Linked DNA regions of Sus scrofa: region 2 is linked to region 1. Evidence: chromatin contacts called from public Hi-C data. All regions are on one chromosome and are shown on one strand. Each heading gives the region's core, a stretch centred on a gene start, on an enhancer-like site or on the middle of the called end of the contact. The rest is flanking DNA. Distances are from core to core; before and after follow the strand shown.

Region 1 (4,948 bases), core at 1,296-3,795:
GGTGGCTTATACTGCTACATAATGCCCAATAAACCACCAATATACAATATGTGTTAAAAAATGTGCCATTATCCAAATCTAAAGGCTCTGTGGACCCACCAGTTTTCCAATAGCAGTAATGACTTGCAACTAGTCATTTCTATGCACTTCTTTTTGCTTCCTTGCATCAGTCCTGGTCAGTTAGCACCATGTACTGCCAGAGGTCTCCAAACTTGACTGCAAAAACCCTGGGATATGTGCTAAGACTATAACATAGGATTATGGGAAGAAAATATCATATCACATTTAATTTTTATTTTTATCTGATTCTTTTTCATTTAGTTTTTGTGAGTGTATGCTTTGTAATAATAACTAATATATCTATGCAGTGGTGCATTTTTAAAACATGTACATAGATATACATATTGAGGATATACACTCAAACATTTTACTGATAGCAATATGTGATTTAGAAGTTTGAAAATGCAGTTTTAAATAATTCTGCTAAGTGTATTTCAACCAAAAAAAAATTTTGTGGCCATAAAGAAGTAGAGAATGTTTTCCTATAGTTGGGTCTAGGAGTAGGAGTGGGGAGCGGGCCTGTCTTTCATATTTTTCATAACGTGAATATTCTAGCAAATAATTCACATTTCACTCAGCAATTAAATATAGCAACTCGTGTTGATTTTTTTTTCCTCTTCAAAAAAGAGGACAGTGAAATCCCTGAGAAAGTTTTTTCTGACTTTTCCTCCATCTGCCTTTTGCCCCTGAAGTTTGTAATTTGGAAGAAAGGGCTGTTGAGTTATTCAAAACCTATGTTGGGTATTAAGAGTCCTGGGTTTAAGTTCCTTCTTCAATGGTATTCTGAGTAACCTTAAGCAATCCCATTTCTCTTATGGATAAAATAGAGATAATACTTAGCACTAACCTCAAGGCAGTGTGTAGAGTGGATAAAGAACATTTGTTCCTTCTGGCAACTAAATGCAGAGCATCATTAATATAACCTTTACTATTATAGGTTTAAAATGTGATTTTATATACTTATCTCTGTTAAAAATTATTTCCTTCTAAAAAATAAACATCACATTTCTAAATAACACCATTTGTTTTCTATACTTCATAAACTTAAATTTTCTCCATATCTGTTCCTGGTTCCCAGTCTTTCACACACAAGCACATACACACTCATTTGCTAACTTTATGGATGTGAGAGAAAAATCTCAAGATAACATCAAGGAAATAAAGAGGGATTTGAAATAAGTTCTCTTATCCAGTGTTCCTTTAAGTTTTAAAGCTACACATCTAGTCCATAAAATCCTAATGTTTATTTAATCATCAAAATGTTTGTGTTTAAGAATAATTCACAGACTCTTAAATCAGAAAGAACCATAAGAAAACATCTAGGACCTATGATAATGCCTGGTACACAGTAGATGCTGAATAAACATTTAATGAAGGGAAACTAGGGGAAGCTTCTTATTTTAACCTTATAAGAAAAAATGAAAACAAAACCTCAAACCAAATCTGAGAGTTAAAGAGGCTAAATTAGTTGCTCAAGATTGTTTAGCAAGTTTGAGAGTTGGGTCTAGAATTTATTTCTCTTAGTTTCCAGCTAAGGCTTTTCCTCAGCAACCTGTTGACTTGTTTATGTAGGACTGTCAAATATAAACTGTTAAAGATGCATCATAGAAAGAAAAATTAGAAATAAGTGTCCTTGGGGTCACCATCTCCCAAAGTCATCCAACATGAGATGTTCACATATGACTTGAAGTAAAGTAAATATCATATATAAAATATCAAAAATATAGATCTTGCATATATTGATTCAAAAGGCCTATTTTGAAGGAAAAGGGTCAACAACCAATCTTCCACGACTTAGTCTACTTTTCGGTACTGTTTGTATGCCCACACAGGTGATTTGCAGTCCTCTGATCAGCTACAAGTAGAGTCACTATTTCAGCAAAATGTTTATCTTTGTTTCTGGGTACCGTTGTGTTGATTTTTCTCAATTTACCTACGAATGAAGCATCAACAACCTCAATGTATTACAGTCCTAATAAACTTATCTTGCACTATTTTGGCCTGTGTGATAGCTAACCCATTGATAAAAGAATCCAAGCTGATTAAAAGCCTTTCCTGGCCACTTGTTAGCCAAGTCAGGCTGTAGAATCATAACACAATGCACGCCTCTTCCATGGGGCACCACAAGGCAACGATTAAAAAAAAAAAAAAAAAAAAAAAACCCTCACTTCCATATCCAGTGGAGTTGTAGTTTATTACTATAACCCTCCCAAGTCAAAAGGACACCAGTTTCAAGCCTTGCAACTTGGTGCAGACAGGGTTTTTGCCCCTCAACCCACTCTGCTGGGCCTCTCTACCTGTCCTCTCCTACTGTCTACAGGTCCCGAACATTAGAAAATAGAAAATGTGATGATCTTTGTGTGTCTCTGTAAAATGTGTGTATGTGTGCGTGTGTTTGGGTGTAACGGGTCTTCTGTTTGGCCGCGCGGCCTGTCCGTCACGGCACGGGCCAATGGCAGGCTGCCTTATATAAAATGAGTGTTTTCAGTCTCTCCGGGTTGCATGTACTGTATGTGGAGCAGTGTACAGTGAAGCGGAGGCAGAGCGGCTCAGCGAGCTCCTCTCCACTTTCCCATAGAGAACCCCTGACTGGCCGCTGAGGGCGAGCCACACACACGCCCTCACGCCCCGCGAGCCCGCGAGGTAAGAGCCCCCCATTCCCAGCCCTTCCCGGGCGCTCTCCCCTCACTTTCTGTTTTCCTACTCACTTGCGAGCCGCCGGGCTGCAGCCCCAAGGACTCCGCGGCAGGAGCAGCGGCGGCGGCGGCGGCGGCAGCCGGTAGGCTGGACTTGAGGAAGACGGAGGGAACCCCGCGCGTCCGGAGCCGCCGCCAGCCGGCCCGCTCCCCGGGCACTTTCCCCCTCCGCCAAAACTTTGGGTCGGGAGAGGTCGGGGGCGAGGGTCGCGGCGGCCGCGCCGGCGGGGGGCGGGGGGCGCAGAGGCAGTGCCCTGCGGGCGGGAGGCTGGGGGCCGGGCTGGGGAGTAGTAGGCCAGCCGGTGCCAGGCTGCGTTTGCAACCAGCACCTCTCGGCACACAGGCAGCGCCGCCCGAGAGGGGCACGGGAGCCGGGGCGCAGGCAGGAGCAGCCCGAGGAAAACAACAACAGAGCCCTCATGCCGGCGGGCGGCTCGTGGCCGCCCGGGGAGCCCCAAACTTCATCTCGGCGAAAGTACGTGGAGCCCAGCCTGGGCTCGGCTGCCGGGGAGGTGGGGCCTGGGGAGTCGGGGCAGGGGAGGAAGGTACGAGGAGCCAACCCTCAGTGTATTTATTGAACGTTTCGTGTGCGTCGGTGACCGGGAACAGCAGCCCAGTTGCTCGTTCATCTGGAGAGTTGGGATTTGGGTGTTCCGGCCCCGGAGATCGGTGCCCTCTCACCCCCCCACCCTTAACCAAATGCGCGGCGAGTAGAGAAAGTGCTGTTTTAGTGCCAGAGTGGCTAGGAGGAAGAATAGGGAGAGAGGGGGAAGAGGGCGAGGGAGAAGGGGAGAGAGAAGAGGGAGGGAAAGCCGGCGCGGGGGGGGGGGGGGGACGAGAGGGAGAGAGAGAGAGAGAGAGAGAGAGAACCAGAGAGAACGGGGGAGAGAGAACGAGAGAACGGGAGGGAAGAGAGGAGGGGGAAGAGGAGGAGGGAGGCTGTGTCAGGATTTTGCTTGAATGTGGGATTATGTTGTGTCAATAAGTTTAAGGTGGAGAGGGCGAAGCTGGGGGTGGTGGTGGTGGAGGGGAGGAGGAAGGCCTTGGCTGTTTAAAGTCTTAATTCTGAAGGTAAGTTATGGCATTGCATGGTCGCGATGACAGAAAACTTGCAGATCCTTTATCCGGGGATGGGGTCGATGCCTCTAGAAAGAGCTCCCCAGCCCTCTTAAGCCACACTCGTGTTACACTGTTATTTGCTGCGATCCGGGTCGCTAGTAAATTACAGAAATCAGACTCGAGGTTTCTTTTCCTCCTCCACCTCGTCTCGCTCGCTCACCCTCAGAAATTTATTATTATTTTTTTCAATTTTTTGGTATTGTATGAAACTTAACGTAACTGAGACCAAACCCGAGTCCTGTAATTTACAAGGAGCCTGAATCCAAGAATCTGGAACACGTTTATATGTGAAATATCCGCGATCATTTCAGCTAAATGAGGAAGGTAAAACGAAACGATGCAAAAAGCTAAGACACAACATGTACGACAGGGGCGGGGGGGGGGGAGAGGGAGAGACGGAGAGAGAAGCTATTTTTTGCTTTCCTTTCTGTAGAAAGGAAAATAAAGCGTGCATTCCCCTTCCCTCCTGGTGTGTAGGGTCTAGTCAATATTTTAACTGAGGACAAATTAGTCCAGGTGGATCTCGTTGAAAAGTTTCGCGAGGTGGGGTGGAAGGGGGGGGTTGCGAAGGGGAAGGTGGGTGGAGGTGGTGGGGGATGGGGACGGAGCGATCTCAGCCTCTGCTAATGGTCATTGGCCTGGGGCTTTGAAACCATTGCCTGTCCTGCTAATGACACGTCCAGTTCTTGTCTCCCCGCCGCGGACGCCGGGCTGCCGGGGACTGGGGTACTTTCCCCGCGCGGGGAGGGGCGTTCTTCGCCATCCCCTGGGGTTGCCCACTCGCGGCGTGGGGCCCCACGCGCGCCCCCTCTCCTGCGCGCCGCCGTCACCTCTGCTCGCGCGACTTTTGTAGCCAGCCCGCGGTGAGGGGGCGCAGGGGGCTCTCCGGCACGGACGTCCCCGCGTGGCCACCCCGCTCCCGGCCCCACGCGCGCCGCGCGGTCCAACCCCGGAATGGCAGCGCCGGGCCGGGCGGCGGTGCCTCCCCGGGGGGCAGCGGAGGCAGCGGCGGTGGCGGCGGGATCTTCGCCGGGGCCCGCGGGAGGAGGAGGACGGGGAGGAGGAGGGGAAGG
Region 2 (5,441 bases), core at 651-3,150, 93 kb before region 1:
CGCCTGCCTGGCAAGGATGGCCCCTGATCCGTTTCAACCCGTTACCCACGCGTGGTGGGGCGGGGCCGGAGCCCACGCATGTCGGTGCGGCTATGCATCTTTCACTTGCACCATTGACCCCTCCAGCCGCGCAGGCCCCAGCTTCCAGGTTGGCACTCTGCTTTTGCACCTCCAGGAGCCAAAGCTGCCGACCCCAGCCTCCCGGCAAGCCGTGACTTCCCGGATGGGGCCTTGCTTTTCTTCCAGGACAATCAGGGCTCCTCCCCTCCCAGCGATCTTTCTAGGAGGCCACCTCCAGAGATTCAGAGGCGATTTCCTCTCCGCTGGTACTCAACTGGTAACTCCTCTCACTAAAAACACCAGGGAGAATCGCAAGCTGGAAATTAGGCGAGGAGCTACCACCACCGAAAAAAACACACAGTTCAATGTACGCGGAGAGTTTTGATCAGTAGCTTAATGGGGGACAGAAGTTCGCTATTTATGATATCGCTGATTTTCAAGCTTTTTTAAAGTTACATTGCCCTGTTTTCTGCTCGGTCAACAAAATGAGAAATGGATTACTGCTTTTTAAAAATGATCCAAAGTCAACTGCAATGACAGTGACTTTGAGAATTTCACGACGTCTTGTGAGGTAAAATGGGAGACGCACACCCGGGTGGGAGTCATGGTATTATGTAGTGGCCGGCTGGATCCAGCCAGCAAAGTCCTTGAGACTCATTCCCTGCCTTTTAATGGGACTTTATCGTTTAATTATTTTTTTTAAATTATCCTGAGGCTCTCATGAATCTAAGAATAAGAAGAGGACAAAGATTGAGCACAACGTTTAGACTTCCCTCAAACTATCCTTACCTCTCTTGGGGAAGTAATGCCTGGGGCTAATAAAGAATCTCAGATGTGAGGTCAAATAAATGTTGCTTAAAAAAAACCCTTCAGTTATACTTCCCTTATTTATTCAACAGGTGCTTATAGAGCACCTACCCTGCACCAAACACACACATTCACACCCCATACATACATCCTATGGGCTATGCAAATGATAATATCTATTGAATGCTTAGAATGAGGCAGACAATATAATGTATGTTTTAAAAGCATTATTACCACTTTACCCTGCCAGGGACAATATTGAGTAGATACTGTTATTGTTATCCCCGCTTTATAGATTAGAAAAATGACTGGAAATAACTTGTACAAGGTCACCTAGTTAGTAAGTGGCCTGGCAGGGGGTAGAGTCCAGTCCCATGCAGAGTCCACAGGCTCACCATGACACTATATCCTCCAGTCGGATCTGGAAATCTGTGTATTTTGGAACCACCTCAGGTGAATCTAATGCAAAATAGAACTGAAGAAGCATTGATATAATCGCACTCCCTCTTTTTCCTGATCAGAAAATAGACTCGAAGAAGTGATTTATCTGAAGACACACAGTTAATTAATTGCAGAATGAAATCCAGAGACCCACCTCCTGGTTCCTTGCCCAATGTTCTTTCTACCATCCCGACCACATCAGCTCGGTCCAAGAGGAATCAAAGAATGTAAATAATTCAACAATTACAACAAGCATACAGTCAAATCTTGATTGTCCTTAGCTTCCTCTTATAATTGCTTCCCTTCTGGATATTTGACTGTTGTAGTTTCTCTCCCAGAGGGAGTGAGAAACTGGGTGAAACACAGTTATTCCCTTTCTGACAATGTTAACTGGTAAGAACTCTAATATTAAAAAGAAAAAAAGGGAAAAGAAAAGCCAGAGAGGTTTGACGGCAGAAAAGGCTAAAACAGGTTCCTAAAATAAGACTTGCAGATGATCCCTGGATTTTGGTTTTCCATGCTTCCATGCTACCAACTCCCATTGCTGTAAGGAAATACATGAAGTGAGAAAGAAGCCACACGGATACCCCATCTAATGCAACCATTCCTCTTCCTGTGACCTCATGCCTACCCAATGTTGATATTTTAGAAGTAGGAAAAAAGAAAAGGAAATAATAAAGGGAGCGTGACAAATTATCCTAAAACAATTGCTACTTTTGTTTTGTAGAGTGGAAAAGTTATAGCTCAAAAAAGAAATAAGTAGGCCACTGTTCCTCCACCTTCAGTCTCAAGCACTGAACACAGAGAATCATACATTGTCACTAAAACAAATAGATTTAGCAAGCTTATAACATCCTGACTTCTATTTATTTCGCTTTTTATCTCTTTCTTTTCAACCTACTCTCAGGTCATAGGAATGTTGAGAGGCTGTACAATGACCATAGGGACTGCTGCCTTTTCTCAACAAGTCTGACCAAATTATTTCCCTACTTAAAATCATTTGCTGATTCCCCATGAACTCTATAAAATAAAATTTGACTCATTAACAAATTTGACTATATGTTACATATTAGCCCCTGACTACTTCTCACCACCGCCTCTCACTGAAACTTTGAGCAATACTAAACTAGCTGTGGTTCTCTGAACACACAATTTCTCTCCCACCTTTATGTTCTTGCACTATGCCTGTCCTCTCCCCGGAATTCCTTTCCCGCCTTGTCCTCTAGGTAAATGCCTACTTACTGCTCGAAACCCTGCTCAGACAGTGCCACAGTTCTTTCCTGACTCTCTGCTACCTCTCCCCAAAGCAGTAATCTCTTGCTCAAGTGGGAAGTCACTTCTGTTCCTTTTATATTTCTCTGTGACGGCTCTTAGTCTGTGTAATGATTTGTTCTCCATGTCCTTCTCTTCTATTAGACTAGAGTTCCTTGGGAATCTATCTGCATAAGCTTCTTTTAGTATATCAGAAAAATTAAGGAACATTGGATTAATTTATTTTTAAGTGGAATATTATTACATTGTAAAATAATATGCTCAGTATGTTTAAAGCAATAGGTCCATTTGTTGTCTAGTACGAAATATACAAAATAAATAGAGGAAAACATAGCGTATGTATTACACTTTTTTCAGATTACCCCATCATTTAAAATTTAGAGATACTTAACCTAAAAAGATTTCTGGAAGTTGAGGAAAAATACCAAGCATATTATTTGAAACTGTAACTAAAATACTGTTTAAATATAAATATACCCTGTTTCCTAATTTCGGACCCTTGGTAGTCCTAGCACCTAACACTATGACCTGCACCTGATACACAATATGCGTTGTTGAATTGTTCTAAACTAAACAGAGCAACCAGCTGATGTATCCATTAGTCCAGAGGCTTCTGGTTCCAGCTCATATCAGCTCCAGCTCGTCTGTCCCTTTGGTGAGCTCTTACCAGCTTCAGTCAGTTTGTCAGTCACATTTGTTCTTCTATTTGTTCTCTCTTTCAGCTAGCACTAATCTTTGGGCTGAACTGCAATTAGAATTAACATTTTGGGTTAAACTGTAATTATTTACATTTTCTTTTTGGCCACACCTGTGGCATATGGAAGTTCCCCAGCCAGGGATCAAACCCAAACCACAGCAGCAACCTAAGTGCTGCAGTGAAAACACCAGATCCTTAACCTGCCACAGGATAACTTACTTCCTTTTGACATTTTTAATGGAAAGGAGTCTCCAAACTCTTCCCCACTGATAACAGTTCAAGTTATTGAGGGGTGGAGACAGTTGATGGAACGGTAGGGCAGACAAGGCCTCCAAATCAGCTAGTGGATCTTTCATTCACTTATTCCACAAATAATTTTCCAGCATGAGCTATCTGCTAGGCTATAAGCCAGGCAGTGGCCTCCCAGACCTGTAGAGGGCCTGTTCTAGCCAACATCACCAGTTTTACTTGTAGAATTTCCTATTGCTGGAGGCTTACATGTGGGCAAAAATTTTACATACCTTCCAAGACCATGAGGGCCTGGCAAAACCAGGCACTTAAAGTAAGGGCTTTGCATAGATGAATTTTCCATGTCCAGGTAACTGTTTAGTGACTAAAGAATTTTGTATTCTGTGTATATTTATGCAAAATTTAAGAAATAACTGATAGATATTTAATAGCACCTCTGGAACACAAATAAATAGTAACTTTAGTCCACATTTCTGAAAAATGGTCTCACATTAACAAACTCATCTCATATGACAAGAGATCTGCACCTCTAGAAAGTTCACATAGGGAGTTCCCATTGTGGCTCAGCAGGTTTCAAACCTGACCAATATCCGTGAGGATGTAGGTTTCATCCCTGGCCTCATTCAGTGGGTTAAGGATCTGGTGTTGCCCTGAGCAGTGGCACTGGCCACAGACTTGACTCAGGTCCCAAGTTGCCTTGACTGTGGTGTAAGCTGTCAGCTGCTGCAGCTCCCATTTGACCCCTATCCTGGGAACTTCCATATGCTGTGGGTTCAGCCCTAATAAATAAATAAATAAATAAATAAATAAATAAATAAAAATAGAAGGTTCACATAACCATCTAATAATACCATGATTATCTTATATGTTTGTCTACTTAAGTATATTAGTAATGTTTATTTATATTTATCTCAAATAACTAATTAGGAAGAAAACCTGTGCTGTAGGAGGTACAGTTAAATATACTTTTTAGTATCATTGAAGTACACTTTTTACATCACTAGGGAAGAGAATCTAGAACTTTAGGTTCTTTAGTCCTGAGGAAAATAATGTGACATATAGCAAGATATGAATAATTAATGAAGTCTCTATAGCTGAGGAGTGGTTATATGTGCTAACAAAAATCATTTGGGAGCTCTTGGCTCTAGAAACAATTCTTAGACTGACTACAGATTTGAGAAATAGGGGCAAGTACCGGTAACCCCAATAAGGGCATTTTTAGAAATGTAGTCCTTATGTTTTTTTCCTCAGTCACACTCAGGTCATGTCTCAATTTGCAAAGCAATCAAAAATATCCAGTCAGTATTCTGAGTAATTTAGGCCCCCAGATAAACTGTCTTTGTTTGAATTACCTGAGCAGTATCCCAACTGCAATCATATTAGCTTAAAGTAGGAGATGCAATACAATGTATTGGAGATATTTGGAGCCCAATGATTTGTATTCAAATCTTGATTCCCCCATTCATCAGCTCTGTGACCTTGGCCTTGCTTAGCTTCTTTCCTCCTCTGGTTAACTCTTTTGCGAAACAGGTATATCTGACCTGCCCTGTCTACCATTAGGGAGGTAATGTGAGAAGCAAATAAGGTATTGGATGTGAAAACTGCACTTTGAGCTACAGAACAATTCAAATACATGTTTCTGATGTAGGTCATACAATTTTCAATTAAGAGAAACATTCCTTGAAATTAATTAAGGAAATATCCAAATTGATTCTTGGAATTACTCGCAGAATAGAATTTTCTAAATCAGATATAAAGAACCCACCTTCTCAAATATTTGTACATTTTGTTTTGTTTTGTATTTGATCAGTAAAATGAGTCCTGAAACTACTGAAACTACCAACCAATTTCTACTCTGCATCAGTGAAGAAAGCACCAATACAGTGACAAAAGGAGTTCCCGTTGTGGCGCAGTG

What was found. Hi-C and Micro-C count contacts between places; a contact is called where the count stands out from the background.
Region 2: a contact with region 1 is called in a Hi-C map of skeletal muscle, with 4 times the contacts expected there. The contact joins the promoter of LOC102157687 here to the promoter of BBX in region 1. A contact is called at or near these places in 1 of 5 promoter capture datasets (liver), 16 of 47 Hi-C or Micro-C datasets (alveolar macrophages, brain, embryonic fibroblasts and 8 more) and 2 of 2 datasets of contacts at active chromatin or transcription factors (alveolar macrophages and skeletal muscle).

Annotation. Positions count from the first base shown.
Region 1 is chr13:152,002,675-152,007,622 of Sscrofa11.1, reverse strand. It overlaps BBX (HMG box transcription factor BBX), which reads left to right and starts at 2,545. Exons shown (of 18, transcript XM_021070469.1): 1 at 2,545-2,703.
Region 2 is chr13:152,094,566-152,100,006 of Sscrofa11.1, reverse strand. LOC102157687 reads right to left here and starts at 1,900. Exons shown (of 7, transcript XR_002337929.1): 1 at 1-1,900.